2 separate regions of the Mus musculus genome follow, and region 2 is linked to region 1. Evidence: chromatin contacts called from public ChIA-PET data. All regions are on one chromosome and are shown on one strand. Each heading gives the region's core, a stretch centred on a gene start, on an enhancer-like site or on the middle of the called end of the contact. The rest is flanking DNA. Distances are from core to core; before and after follow the strand shown. Region 1 overlaps Fhdc1 (FH2 domain containing 1). Region 2 overlaps 4930565D16Rik (RIKEN cDNA 4930565D16 gene).

What was found. ChIA-PET counts read pairs in DNA pulled down with a chosen protein or histone mark.
Region 2: an SMC1A ChIA-PET map of the G1E-ER4 cell line shows a contact between it and region 1, with 22 read pairs. The contact joins two enhancer-like sites. A contact is called at or near these places in 1 of 15 datasets of contacts at CTCF or cohesin (the G1E-ER4 cell line), 69 of 484 Hi-C or Micro-C datasets (the AML12 cell line, the C2C12 cell line, the G1E-ER4 cell line and 40 more), 22 of 115 datasets of contacts at active chromatin or transcription factors (CD8 T cells, the HPC-7 cell line, the NIH/3T3 cell line and 16 more) and 5 of 9 other capture datasets (adipose tissue, embryonic stem cells, embryonic tail and 2 more).

Annotation. Positions count from the first base shown.
Region 1 is chr3:84,457,851-84,465,265 of GRCm38.p6, forward strand. It overlaps Fhdc1 (FH2 domain containing 1), which reads right to left. Exons shown (of 12, transcript NM_001205355.1): 4 at 6,422-6,524. Among named protein-coding and RNA genes, the nearest start is that of Fhdc1, 18 kb to the right of the region's middle. Within about 2 kb of position 3,396, at least 87 of the 459 cell types and tissues checked have an H3K27ac peak or open chromatin away from gene starts, as enhancers often do. A contact at or near this core is called in the G1E-ER4 cell line, the HPC-7 cell line and granulosa cells, where this site is marked.
Region 2 is chr3:84,349,543-84,356,957 of GRCm38.p6, forward strand. 4930565D16Rik (RIKEN cDNA 4930565D16 gene) reads right to left here. Exons shown (of 4, transcript NR_040752.1): 4 at 1-565. Among named protein-coding and RNA genes, the nearest start is that of 4930565D16Rik, 27 kb to the right of the region's middle. Within about 2 kb of position 3,254, at least 11 of the 459 cell types and tissues checked have an H3K27ac peak or open chromatin away from gene starts, as enhancers often do. A contact at or near this core is called in the G1E-ER4 cell line, the HPC-7 cell line and granulosa cells, where this site is marked.

The DNA.
Region 1 (7,415 bases), core at 2,146-4,645:
CCTAAATTCTAAAGGCACACTAGTGACCTCCACACCAAGAGAATGAGCACAGCCTCGTACAAGCAAGGCGGCACCCTTGCCTTCCCTGAGGAAAGGGCGGGGAACGTTCCCTGCGAAGGCCACACATTTTCTGGCCTCTGCCTCTTGGCTTTCTATAAAGTCCAAGAGTGCCTTGGGAACCAGTGAGGAAAAAAAAAATCTTTTTTTGTTTTGTTTGTTTGTTGGTTTTCTTTTCATGGTCAAACTAAATAAACTCATCCCCCCTCCCCCTTTACTAATTTCTTTCAGGACAAGGCGACAGACTGTGAATCTAAGCAACTGTTGTTTTTGTGTTCTTTTTATATAGGGTTTTACTATTTAACCTAAGATAACCTTAAACTTTTGATGTTCTTACCTCAGCCTTCTGGATTCTAGGATTTCAGGTTCATGTCATCTTGCCTGGCTTCTCCTCACCCCCCACCCCCACCCCCAGTGCTGGAAGATAGAACCCAGCGCCTGGACATGGGTAGCACATGTTCTCCCACTGGGCTAGCCTAGACTATGCTATCAGATGAGTACAGGTTGGACCTCCTACAGGTAGTCAAAAAGCTCCAACTGGCTGGGCAGTGGTGGCGCACGCCTTTAATCCCAGCACTCAGGAGGCAGAGGCAGGAGGATTTCTGAGTTCCAGGCCAGCCTAGTCTATAGAGTGAGTTCCAGGACAGCCAGGGCTACACAGAGAAACCCTGTCTCGGGGAAAAGAAAAAAAAAAAAAAACCTTCAACTGAACAATAGATGTTAAGATGTCTGCCTATGATGTAGCTAAGCTATAGAACAGGCCTAGATGTCGATCAGCAGGTGATAGAAACAGAAGCTACAGAGTTATACTGAGTGGAGCATCACTCATCTATAGACAAGAGTCTCTCAGAACAGAATGGATGGACCCAGATGGCACTACGGTAAAATGGAGTGAGCCTGCTGCTGAACAGCACGCACAGAACACTGTCTGTCCTATACAGAAGCTAAGAAACGTCTTGACTGTAGGAAGGAAATTAGGAAGCTTGCCCAGGGGAGGGAGGACATGGGCAAAGGGAGCTGGATTTGATCAGCTCACTCTGCCATGCACATGATACAGAACCAACCCCCTATAAGATGTGTAGATCCTCCTGCGCACACATGCGAGAGAGAGCATTCTCTCTCTCTCTCTCTCTCTCTCTTTCTCTCTCTCTCTCTCTCTCTCTCACACACACACACACACACACACACACACACACACACGAAAAAGAGATAGGAAGGTCTCTGTAAACTAAGTGGCAATGCCACCAGTGGCTTTTCTTATTACCAGCTCCTCATTTTAGTTTTTGTTACATATCCACTATGAACAGGTTATTTTTTAAAAAAACAAAACAAAACAAAAAACCTAAATGAAGGTTTTTAGACACACACACGTATATACAGCAGAAGGACTGGCAGGCAGAGAGATTCAAAGCTTTCAAACTGATTAGACAGAAAGGTCCTGCCTTCTCCACACAGAAAACAGGACCAAGCTAAGAGCAGAATCCCTCCTAAGGTCACTCTTAAGGATCTTTATGGTGAGTAGTACCTTAGTCCTGTTAGTGACAGGCACAGCCCATGCTTGCAGCGAACTGCTGAGAGGAAGTGCTGACCAATTTGCACTTTCCCTTCATCTTAACGGTGGATATTCAGCCCAGGGTCTTGTAATGCTACACAGCAATGGAGCCACCCACCCAGTCACATTACACTTCGCAGGCTCTCTGCAAGTCTCTTCTCTCCCACTCTCTGGATTGTTATTGGCCACATGACTCCAAGCTCTCTGAAGCAATGGAAGCTGTAGCCCGTCCCGGTGGCACTCGGAACCGGTGTTGGACCTCCCTCAAGGCTGCTTTTCTCACCTGTTGCAGTTTTGCAGAGCTGGGATGAAGCCAGGGCCTCATGTCTGCTATGCAAATAAGTTCTGCTACTGAACTGGGCGGGATGCTTCTCGGTTTTGTTTGTTGTTGCTGTTTGCTTATTTTTCGGTTAGGGCAGAAAACAGCCACGTCTAAAACTGCATTTGCCCCATTTTCAGAGAGCCACAAGTGAATTTACCAATTTTTAACCTTGCTGCAACATATGGACTCTGAACACTTCCGGTTTAGCTCAATTGCAACTAGTGCCTGACTTGTGAGCAGAGACAGCCCTAGGCTGGATTCGGATTCCTCCTGGAGCAGAGTTGAATGAACAGTTCGCTATATATGGGCAGGGGCAGAGTGAGGCTGGACCTTTTTGAAGACCCTCTGCTCACTGTGTGCAAAGCTTAGGAAAACAGCACAAATTTCAGGCTGAAGCATGAGAATGGGCCATTCTAAGTAAACTTTTAAGTACTTCTCCTAAACATACGCTAAACTGTGACAGAGCAAGGATTAATCTCCTTCACTTATGCAGGAGGCCCAAAACTGTTTATAGATCTTAAAGGAAAGGAGATGGAAGACAGAAATTTAAATGTTGTGTATATAGTTCTTCATGTTCGTTCCCAGCAAGCTTTGTATTCATTAAGAGGGATTACGGTGCCTTCCCAGTGGCGGAGAGGCAAGGGGAGAGGTGAGTAAACTATAATTATTATGCATTCTTGTCATTATCAGAAATCACGCCTTAAACACTGCTAGGCGTAATTTTGCTGGCTGAGCCCAGGGCCTCTCATTATGACCCCTGTTGTGCCCTGTGGTGTGTTGTAAAAGCCAGAACATGCTCTTAAGATTCACAAGGCCAAATGGCAGCCTCCTCCTCCTGCCTCAATCTACTGGAACAGCCTCAGAGAGGCAGGACTTCCTGCAAACATGCTACCTACAGAAGAGACAGCAACTAAGAGGGAAGAGGGTGTGCTCGGCCACAAAGGGCTGCTCCAGGATGCAGGAAGCCCTGGTTTCTTCCTCAGTATGGGGTAGGGGGAGTATCCACCAGAGACCAGAGCAGACAACTCAAACAGCACCTTCCCGCTGTGTTCCTGGCACACTGAGATCGTCAATGGAGCAGTGGCCCCCAGCAAAAGCAGGGCAGGCCAGGCTGGACCACAACCCCGGCCCCTCCTCACCCTCATCCCCGGCACGGGAATCACTGGTAGACAAAAACACACCCCGAACTTTTATCGGGGGCCCAGCTCTTCCTCTGCGTGGGCTAGCTACATACTGGAAGAAAGATGATCAAACAGGCCACATAAAGGCTAAGTGGTGAAGGGCAGAGAAATCCCTGATGACAAATTAACCTTGGCTGCGGCTGGCCTGTCAGCTGAGGAGACGGCAGGAGCAGAAAACGGCTGTTTCCGCTCATATTTGTCAGCGTGCTGATAAGGTTACAGGAGGGTTCGAATGACACTTGCTCACACCGAGGCTGAGATAGCAGAGGTGATGAAAGGCTGCCAGACCACGTGGTGTGAGCGTGCAGTTTTGACAACCTTTGCCCTTCCTTCTTCCAAGGATATAGAGCAGAGGGCAACAGAAAGAACTGTTCAGGGTCAAAGAAACTAGGGTTCAAGACCATCCCTCTTGTATCTCCCTCTGCAATCCTAAGACACCCTCTAACCCCTGAGAGCCGATGCGATTTACAAACAAGGGGATTCTCCTAGTGTCCCTGTGAAGGGCAGATGAAGAAAAGGCTCAGAGTAATCACCTCCCTGGCTGATGGACTTTCTCTGTGCTGTGGATAAAGCATCACCCAGTTTCATTTCATCCCCTCCAGTGCCTGGCATAGGAGGGCTTCCGGAGAAGTCTAGTCCTTTCCTGTGCCAAAACGAAGAACTGTGTTACATTCCAGCACACTTAAGCATTTGCTCCTGTATCTCTGCCACGTTCCCAACCCTCTCTCATTTTGGCCCAGGCTCCTCCATGTCCTTAGCATATCCGTTCACCTCCATCATAGACCACTGGGGCTCTGAGACTCTAGAGAGTACCATGGGGTACAGAGCATTCTTAAGGCAGCTTCTGTTTCCCCTGAAGCCCCTCAGACAGCACCTACCCCTGGCAGCTCCAGGAGGGGTGTCCTGGTGTGTGTGTGTGGGGGGGGGGGTTCTGCTGAAGCTGAGTGTGGAGGGTGTGGTGAGCTGCAGCCCAGAGTCAGTAATGTAAACAAGATGAGGGGCAGGCCTGTCACACGATTAGACGGAGGTTGACCCTGCACGGGGTAGGGTGTGTGTGTGTGTGTGTGTGTGTGTGTGTGTGTGTGTGTGTGTGTGTTTGTGTGTATGTGTGTGTGTGTGTGTGTTGTGTGTGTGTGAGGTTGGGGGGGGTTATGTGTGTGTGTGCTTTGGCTCTGCAGACAGGGAATACAAAGGCACCTCAGGGGTCCCATCCCAGGCTTTCTTTCCAATTAGCTCACTAACTGGAACTGGGGGGCCTGGGAGACCAGGCTGACTCTTAGGTGCTTCTTCCTCACTTGCCCCACCCCCACCACCCCTGTACAGCTTCCGCTCCAGTGATAGCCCACAAAACTCAGACAACAGAAAAAAGATCTTTAAAATAGAGGTGCTTCGACAGCTATTGGCTCTTCGGAAAAACTAATCTGTGTTTTCTAATTTCATTTCATTTCTGAACGGAACATGAAAATTACAAATATTAAGACAACAGTGTCTCCCAGCTCGTCACAGCATAAAGCTGGCAGCCTCCCCTCACTCCCCGGCCTCAGTTTACCATGAGAAGCCTTGTGAGCACTTCCACCTGCACTGTCAAATTTGATAATTTCTTTTTTAAAGTGATGAGTTCAGTCAGGGCTGAGCACTCCGAACAACGCTAAGGAGGTCAGGAGAGAAGCTTTGCGGGAATACAGTTCCAAACCCACTCAAATCCAGGTCTGCATGCGTGCTAGGGAGGCACTCTGAGCTGAACGCAAGTACTCTTTCCTAAACGCAAATTAATTAGACCCTACTTAGTCTAGCAAAGATTCTTAAACCCTCATTCTTCATACAGGAAAAAAGAGAATGGACCATTGGTCTTTAAGACTCTTCAATTACATTAATAAATGTCATTTATTAATCTGGGCTTAAGTAAATTACACTTCATTTGTAAATAAAATCTGGAGCAGAGAGAGTGTGTCCCATTATCAGATATATATGAATATAACTAGAGTCTCCAGTTACCCACTAATATCCACTGTGAACTTAAAACCAGTTAACATAAAAAAAAAAAATCTATCCCTCCTGTTACTGATGGCATTACAGTCAACTTTCATAAGTGATGTCTGGGATGGGGGTTCAATGAGGAGTCCGCAGGACTTTTGGAAGACAGGATATGTGAGCCAATTACCATCTTTATTTGTTATTTGTTTTTCTTACAGCACTAGGGACCCACCAGAGCCTCAGACATCCGAGCGCACTTCAGCTACTCCTTACCTTTTACTTACAAAATGTCTCTTTTCATTTTTATTTACAGAAATAAAATCTTTTGTAAAATGATATGCTGTTCTATTTCAGTGATTATTGGCATACGGATATGGGTAATTTCTTCTTGAATTTTTCTTCAGAAATAAGGGTTGCCTTCGTCACAACTGTGGATGGCTTTAACGATTGCTACTCTAGAGCCAAGGCCCAGGGCTTTGGCTCTGTGTGTAAGGGCTCTTTCTAGCCTTTAAGTCAGGTGTGTGTGGGCTGAGTCTGACCCTTGGGGACCATGAAGCTGCCCTTTGACCTCCAGTGGAGTGCTGTCTCACTCTCTCAACCCCAACACACACAATAAGAAATATATTTTGTAAAGTTTTAAATTGCTATTCTCTTTTCTCCTATAAAGCTCCTAACCACCCAATAACTAACTAATCTGGTCTAAACAACACCAATACCTTCCTAGCACAGTACTTTCTGTGACCACAGCAAGTCCTCCCTTTTAGTCAGTTAGAATGTCCTACGCTAATACTCACCAACAGTTACAGTATTACAGTATCTTTATTCAAAACTGCTTTTCTTTTCCTTTTTGAAAAAACAAACAAACAAAAATCCCCAAAGAACAAACAAACAAAACACCCCAAGGTGTAGCTATCGTGACCTGGGTTCATTCTAAGCAAAGGTCAAATGTTAAGATGATGGAAAAGAAAACTGAACTTTATTGAGCTGCCATGTGCCAAGTACCCTGCTGGCTGTCTAAGCAGGACTTAGTCATCCTGGGAACCGGTGAGGTAAGGGCTATTGTCCTCATTTTACAGGTGAGGAATCTAAAGTTCGCAGGTGTTCACAACCTTGCCCGGGTTTCTCCGTTCCGGCACCGCTCCGTGTGAACAGACACTCTGAGTCTATAAGCCTGGCTCTTTCTATCGGACTGTCTGTCACCTTTTATTTTGACATGAGACCCTTCTGACCCTGGGAAGGACAGTACCCTTCGAAAAGGGCCGTTGACACCCAGTAGAACATAGAGCTTTGCGCCCCACTCCAAACACCCAAACCTGGGCGTGTCAAGTTCCTTACCTCTTCTGACTCCGGCAAAAGCTTAAGGATTTCTCGAAGCGTCTCTGATCCGTAATGCTCGCTCTTTCCTTGATAGATATCCTCTACGATGGACTGAGGAGACCTTGAAAAGATACGGAATTGCGGAATTGTGTCCACTGCCTGCCATGCCAACAGGGACACAACCCAATGGAAACTAAATCACATCCCCCTCCCCCCTCTGCCACCTGCTCCCTCTCTTCCGCTTGCTTCTTCCGGGTTCTGAGGACCTACCAGGGCCACTACTGAAAACCACTCTAAGGCTCCCTCCTCCAGAAAAAGTCCCCAGGAATCCCAGGAAGGAGGACAGCAGCACCAGCCACTGGGATCTTTAGGGGAGGCTGAGTGAAAACTTTCCCTGAGGAGGGGAGGCCCGCGCCCGACTGAGGCTCAATGAACAATGAGTGGGTCCAGGGGCTGGTGCGTTCTCCTCAGCGGTACAGCCATTGATAAGTAGCCTGTGTTCCTGTAAATGACCCCTCCACTCATGCAAACAACCATATTTAAACTCAGTAGGTTAAAAAAAAAAAAGACATCAAAATAGAATTGGACTTACTAGTTTGTTAGGAAAAACATTTTCAGGGGCAGCAGGGATGAGAGTAATAAGGGACCAAATATGTGTATAGGATATCATCAAAGAATTTAACACACACATTTAGACACACAGACATACACGCATACACACATACATATAGACACACACACACATTTAGACACAGACACACACACACACATTTAGACACAGACACACACACATTTAGACACACACACACATTTAGACACACAGACACACACGCATACACACATACATATAGACACACACACACATTTAGACACACAGACACACACACACACATTTAGACACACAGACACACATGCATACACACATACATATAGACACACACACACACAGAGGCCTCCAGCAGACACTGCATGGCCTTTTTTCCTCATTTCGAGATTGTGAGCTCACAGCAAA
Region 2 (7,415 bases), core at 2,004-4,503, 110 kb before region 1:
ACAAATCGGGGGCTCCCAAAATATTCCTCCGAAGCACTGGTTTCTGGAGCAGCTAAGCCCAGAGGGGGAGTGAGAGCTGCCACCTGAGTCTGAAGCATTGTTTGATGCAGGGCATGGTTGCGCTTTCAAACACATCTTGAGAATAAGTTGGTACACGGATTTAAGAGATTCTACCTTCGCTTCTAACCCTTGATCTTCCTCCTGAACTGCTCAGCTTCAAGTTCAGGCTGTGTTTTTCTTTCGTGTTGTTATTGGATCGTAGCGATGAAGAAGCCCACGCCTCTGAACCCACCTTGCTAACCACAGTCTCTCTTCCTGCCTCTTTCCCACAGTTTCTGCCATCAATTTTGTTGGGTTTGCATGGGAAGGTACGTGTGGCGGGTGAACTCTGAGCGTGTTTGCCTTGCAGGTGGAGGCTTGTTGGAGGAGGAGGCGTAGGAGGGGTGTGCCCAGGGTGGAGATCATGGTTGGCTTCATGTGAGCAAGCTGGGGAGGGTCTATGGACTCTTGAAGGAACCTTGACATACGAATGCTGTGTTTTCTCCTTTTGCAGTCCCTGTGTGTTCTGAAAGAAACAGCACATTTGGAAAATAGATTCGAACTTTATAGGTCAGTTGAAAACTTTGGGCCACTGGACACCAGTGTTGGCCTGACCATCCCAAGAAAGGGCCTCATGCTCTAACAGGGTCTCAATCCTGACTGCCCACACCTGTGGAAGGAACCCAGAAAGCAGGTCTTGGAGACAGCGAAAGCACACTGGAAGTTGACCTAGTGTGACATTATACTCCTAATGGGTGTGTAAGGGGAAGGGGGAGGTAGTCTCCTTTGAGGTCCCATCTGTGCTGAGTGGCTAAAGAGAAGGTGATGTAATTAGGAATCTGCAGACTTCCAACTGCTGTAACACTGTGTGAATAATCCTGATAATGGCCCTCTACTCAGCAAGGGTGGCATTCAGATAAGCAGATTGCCACAGCGCTCCTGTCAGCTTAAGTTAACAGCACCTTCGATTGCCATCTGACATGACGTAACGCACCACCGTGACAGACATGTCCCTGTTGGACCTGCTAGGCCTAGGGAGAGATGATGAAACAGGGGCCCGTCTTGATGGAAAGCCTCCTTAGGAGAGGCTTGGCCTATTTTCATCCTCTGTGCTCCTGGGCAGCACTGTCATCAGTGCCTAGGCCAGCAGCAAGGACAGATGGACAGAGGCCTCAGTGTCCAAGGGAATGTCAGGGCTTCTTTCTTGTAAGGGGGCTTATGCAGAGGGACAAAGGGCTGTCCTGCAAAATGGCTACACCTTGGTTCATCAGCCAGTCTCACAGTCACCAAGCTCCGTGTTTCACACACAATGAACGAGACTTCCTGTCAGTTTTCCAGATTTTCCCTTCTCGTTTTTGGTAGTCAACTCCAGAGATCTTGGGTAACCCAGCCATCTCTGCACTCCCAACCTGTATGTTTTGACAGGCTTCACCCACACTCCCTGTTCTAAGGAGAGTTTCATAGGCCAGGCCTGGCTGTGAGAATCCATCCAGGCACAAGGATAGGCTCTGATCGGGGCCAGGCAGAGACATTTGCAGGAATTTTTGTCCCAGCCATGACAAAGAGGTTGTTAAAATAGCGTGGCTAATCTAGAATGGCCCAGGAAGCACTCCTGCCCCGTGGGAGATGAGGCTGACCGACAGGAGAAGAAAGCCAAGCAGATCTGGGGAGAGTCCTGGAGAGGGCTCACAAAGAATGAAAATATACAGTTGAATACATACACATACAACACACACACACACACACACACACACACACACACACATACACACACACACAGTTGAAAAATATGGAACCACTTCCATACTTTTTACACAACCAAGTTGTATCTAGATGCTTGAGTAGATGCTAAAAGTTGAAGGCCATTTTCTTCTCCACTCCCTACCCACTCCTGGGTTGTCCCTCCATCATTTGTTACTGTCAAGAATGGCCCCAGAGCACAGGTACCACCATAGTGTTCTCATATGCAGCTCTCTGGTCCTTACATCCTGAGAGACTGACAGGCCGATTCTCACAGAGGGCTCCTAGTCTGCCCCTATGCCCCCAGTCTCCTCAGCAGCCCCTCCTGCTCTCTTTCTACCGTCTCCATGGCTCTCTCTTTTCTTCCTTTCTTTGGCTAAGCATTTTGTTTTGTCATCAAGTGAGCCAGGGCTGCAGGTCAGGGAACAGAGGATGGGCTCCTTCTAGCCAGTCCCGGAACAACCCAAGCACCACACTGGAGAGAGGAGAAGTGAACTACAGTCCATTTTAAAACGTCTGAAATTGTGGTGGTGGCCGTGGCTGCTCAGGACTCAGGGCAAGTTGCTCAGGGCAGCGTGGTCTTCAGAGGCTCTGAGGTCTCTTGCCTGGACTTTGGTAGGCAGTCTGTGCAGCACACTTCTGCTGTGACAGAGGTGACGTTTAATAAGAAAATTAATCCTGAAGAGAAACTCTTCATGGACAGGAAGGGAGAATACAAATCAAGGCCACAGACATCTGGAGGGCCTGCCGCTATGGCCCCGGAGTAGCAGTCCCAAGGGCTGAGCAGAGCTTTTGAGGCTCAAATGTTTGCCAACGCAGACAAAGAATTTGCTTCCTACCTTCGAATTTGAAAACCCAAAGTTTGAGGTCATTGAAAAATTCAAGAAATAATACAAATCCTGTCTAAATTCCAATGAACATTTGCTTCACAATTTAGAAGAGAAATGTCTGAGTCCATACCAAAAAGGTAGGTGAATTAACATTGCAGCCAACAGAGGAGAAGAAAGGGTTTTACTGACAGGGATACTGGCTAGTAAATGTGTGGGAACTGTTGCTAAAAAAAACCTGGGGCCAGAAAGATGTCTTAATGGGTAAAAGCTGTGAATCCCCAGAACCTACATATAAAGGCTGGATTCGGTAGCACACATCTGTAAGGCCAGTGCTCCTGTGGTGAGACAGGGGAAGCACGCTGCCTGGAAGCTCTCTGGCCAGCTAGCCTGAAACAGACCACAAGCAAGAGATTCTGCCTCCGATAACAGTGAAGATGAGAATTGACTCCTGAAAGTTGTCCTCTGACCTTTACAGGAGCTGACACAAGCAGGGGACCCCACACATGGGCACATGAACACATATATGCCCAAAATGGTTTTAATGGAATTAAAGTTGAAAACAATGAAGGCTAGAGCCTGGAGAGTCAGCTCAGAGGTTAAAAACGTTTAACCTCAGAGCTGACTCTCAGAGGACCCAGATGTAGTTCCCAGCATCAACAGCAGGTGGCACACAACTGTCTGGAACTCCAGCTCCAGGGGACCTGAAGTCTCTGGCCTCTGAGGGTACCTGCACTCATGTTTACAGACACACACTCCCCCAACACACACACACACCTACACACAATAACACTGAGTTTTTAGATCACTTTGTGTAGTATGGAAATTTGAATAATATTACTGCCTTCCGGGGTATAAAAGTTCAACAGGAAATACCTTCCTACTATATCTTCTTTAATTTCTCTTAGCAATATGATTATAAATTGGGGGCCATCTAAATATACAGAATATCTGATGGCTTGGGATGGGGATCAGGAGAGGGAGGGAAGAGGGAGATGAACGGAGAACCTATGAGACCGGTAGGGAACGGAGTCTGCGCTGGTTGTAGCTAACGTGGCTTAGACTCTGTTTTCCTCTCCATCACCTCAGTAGGTTTGACCCCAACTTCTTGTGACTGTTTTGAAGGGCCTGTTTTCAGGTGCCAGGCAGTTTTCACGAGTCTGGACACAGTGGTTCCCACCAGCTGTGTATCTTGCAGGCCCCCTGGCCCTGCCAAGCCCCTGCTGGAGCAATAAGTAGTTCAGGAGACTTCTTTCCCCATGCACCAGTGGTTTTGTCAAACGAAATTTAATCCTTCCAAATCAGGGGGATTACTCGGGGTAAGCCATTAAAATTGTTCATTAAAATGCTGATGTCCCATTGCTGTTCTCCCGTGTGTAAGCACTCTCCCAGAGCCTGGTATGTGGTGCCACCTTGCTCTGCTCCAGTCTAACTCAGGTGACATCTAGGACATGGACATGACTTGCATTTCTTCCTGGCCCAGAGGAACCCTCCCTCCATGGTGGGCACAAAGCTTAGGAAAAGATGTGTGTTTTAAAGATACCTTCAAGTTCAGAGGACATTGGATAATTTGGAATAAATATATCAGAATATTTCTAACATGGGCAAAATAGCTTTGGCAAAGTATAAGCTATGGCCCCCCTGTATCATCCAAAATGAAAACCAGGAAACATCACAAAATTCTAGTAGGTGCGTTTTCCATTCTTCCACATGAAGAGTGCTGCCACACAGTGAAGACTGCTAGCGGCGGAACCCGCTGGAAGGACTCACCTGTCTGTACAAGAACAACACCTGGAGATGAGGAAGGGCTGAGGATGGGCCTCTGTCATGGGTAGTGCTATACACACAGCAGTGAGCTGGAGAGCCTCCCAAAGGCCCAGTCCCCACCCACAGCATTACGGGGATGTGGTGGAGAACTGGGGCCTTGTGAAAGAAGGGTTGGCCACTGGAGGTATGCACTGAAAGAGACAGTGGCCCAGGCTCTTCCTTTCCCTCTGTTTGCTTCCTACCATGAAGTACTGGGCTGCTACAGGCCCAAGGCGACAGGACTGTGCAACTGTGGATGGAACCTGGGAAGCTAAGACAAATACACCAATCTCCTTACAAGCTGGATATCGGGAGTGCTGGTGTTGGTTGGTGTCTTAGTCAGGGTTTCTAGTCCTGCACAATCATCATGATCAAGAAGCAAGTTGGGGAGGAAAGGGTTTATTCAGCTCACACTTTTCACATTGCTGTTCATCACCAAAGGAAGTCAGGACTGGAACTCAGGCAGGTCAGGAAGCAGGAGCTGATGCAGAGGCCATGGAGGGATGTTCCTTACTGGCTTGCTTCCCCTGGCTTGCTCAGCCTGCTGTATTATAGAACCAAGACTACCAACCCAGAGATGGTCCCATCCACAAGGGGACCTCCCCCCTTGATCACTAATTGAGAAAATGCCTTACAGCTGGATCTCATGGAGGCATTTCCCCAACTGAAGCTCCTTTCTCTGTGATAACTCCAGCCTGTGTCAAATTGACACAAAACTAGCCAGTACAGCTGGGATTTTTGTTTGTTTGCCGTTTTTGTTTTGTTTTGTTTTGTTCTTGTCGCCATCACAGAAAGCTGATGTGATTGATGTAGGTAAGCAGTGGGGAAACTATGAACCAGAGATGGAGCTGGGATACGCAGGCTTGCTCAAAGTGCAGCATATGGGCCACTTATCAACAACTGATAGTTTGGGAAGAAGTGCAAGTAAGTATCTGAGAAAGATGGTAACACACACTGTGCAATGAACCAGCTATAGGTATTTAGAGCCTTGTGGCAGAGAATTTCAGTGTTTAGAGCTTTCTGATCAATACAAGAAAAGCCCATGCAGCTGACTGGGTCAAGAGAGACCCTTCAGACATTGTGGTGTGTGTGTGTGTGTCTGTGTGTGTGTGTGTCTGTGTGTGTGTGTCTGTGTGTGTCTGTCTCTGTGTGTGTCTGTCTGTGTGTGTGTGTGTGTGTGTGTGTGTGTGTACTTGCTGAAGACTGAACTGGGAGCTGTGGTGTACTAAGTTTGTGTTCTTTCACTGAATTACATCCTAGAGCCCATCACTGAGCATCCACGATGATCCAGGTGCCTTATACATCTACCTGAATCTTTCCCAAAACCCAAGAAGCAGAGTCACCTTCGCTCCAGTTCCCAGGAATGAAAATCTTTTGTCGGAATAGGATAGAGAAGCAGGATGTGGAACTGAGGCCTGTGTGAAGTCAGGGGGCAGCTCTCTCTTCTCCAGGATGCCATCTCTTCTCCCGGATGGTGTAACCACCTGGAGCCACACAATGAACTGTGGAATGGCTACAGACACAGAAAGAAAAGGAAAGTCGTGGGGGGAATGCATAGGGGTACTGACCAGAGCATGAGGGTGAGGAGGTTTCCGGGGTGAAAGATTTCACTGAGTAAGATCTTGTTGGCACTATGATAGCTTTTTAGATGGAGCAAGGAAAAGATCACAATGTTGTCCCCTCGCGGTGATGTGACAATCCAGGGTGAAATGTTATAGACATGCACAAATATGTATAATTAAGGAAAGAACTCAACACATGCTACAAAGCACAGGTTCGAGGAGACAATCTAAGTTGTAGGATCCAGGCATTGCAGCAGAGGAAATGCTGGCTCTGGCCTTGAAGACATGGATACAGCTTTGGGGATAAAGAGGAGAGCTGGGCAGTGGTGGTGCACACCTTTAATTCCAGCACTTGGGAGACAGAGGCAGGCAGATTTCTGAGTTCGAGGCCAGCCTGGTGAGTGAGCTCCAGAACAGCCAGGGCTATACAGAGAAACCGAGAGAGAGAGAGAGAGAGAGAGAGAGAGAGAAGAGGAGAGTGAGCTACACACGCTGATGTTTCCTCTGAATCATTCTTGGCTGTTGGGGGGCCTGGCCTGGATATTCTAGAAGATGTAGCCACAGCCCTGGCTCCTCCCACACAGGGGGTGGAGCTCCCTACTGCGCTTGCCAGAGCGATTGCTAAATGTCCCCTGGAGGGCAGCCTTCACGGAGAAACACTGGCTTGATCTGAGAGGACTGTGTGAGAATCTGAGTGTTTGGGAATAAAGAGGTGCCTGTGTTTGCTCGGTTGAAAATGTGTTTCTTGGAACAGTGGTATCTTGTGAGATAATGGTGGCCCCTTAAATGGGATTTCATGTTCAAACAGTGTTGAGAAATAGCATATAATTTTCCTCTCAATTGAAGGCTCACAGTATCTATATGTGGCAGCATAGTCAAGGCTTTGAGAGGTTGTGCAAGAAAACAGTTCGCCTTTGGTTAAACGCAATCACCACAGAACGTTTTTTAATTAAGGGACAGTATTCCCTTCCTGAAGGTCACTATTGTGTTGCAGGACACAGCTTGGAAAATGGCAGTGTGTGTAACTGAGACACGGGGTATGCAAATGAGTTAGAGCCAGAGAGTACAGATTCTCCAGCCAGATTCAACGTACTTCAATTCAGTTAAGAGCTCTGAATTTCACAGTCAACAATCTCAAAGTAATCAGCGGGTAGTTTTACTAAAACTGGTTTTGTTCTTTATTGCTATATACTAAGCAACATTAGCCTAGTGTCAGTGAGGCGAATGAATGAAAAGATGTTGAAATAGAAACCAAGGGCCAAGAGGATGGGGAAGTGGGTGAGAGTGCCTACCAGCAAGGCTCGAGCTTAGTCCCAGGATGTACGTGGTAAAGGAGAGAACTGACTCCTAGAAGTAGTCTTCTGGTCTCCACACATACTCTATGACATGGATGTGCGTGCATGCGTGTACACACACACACACACACACACACACACGAACC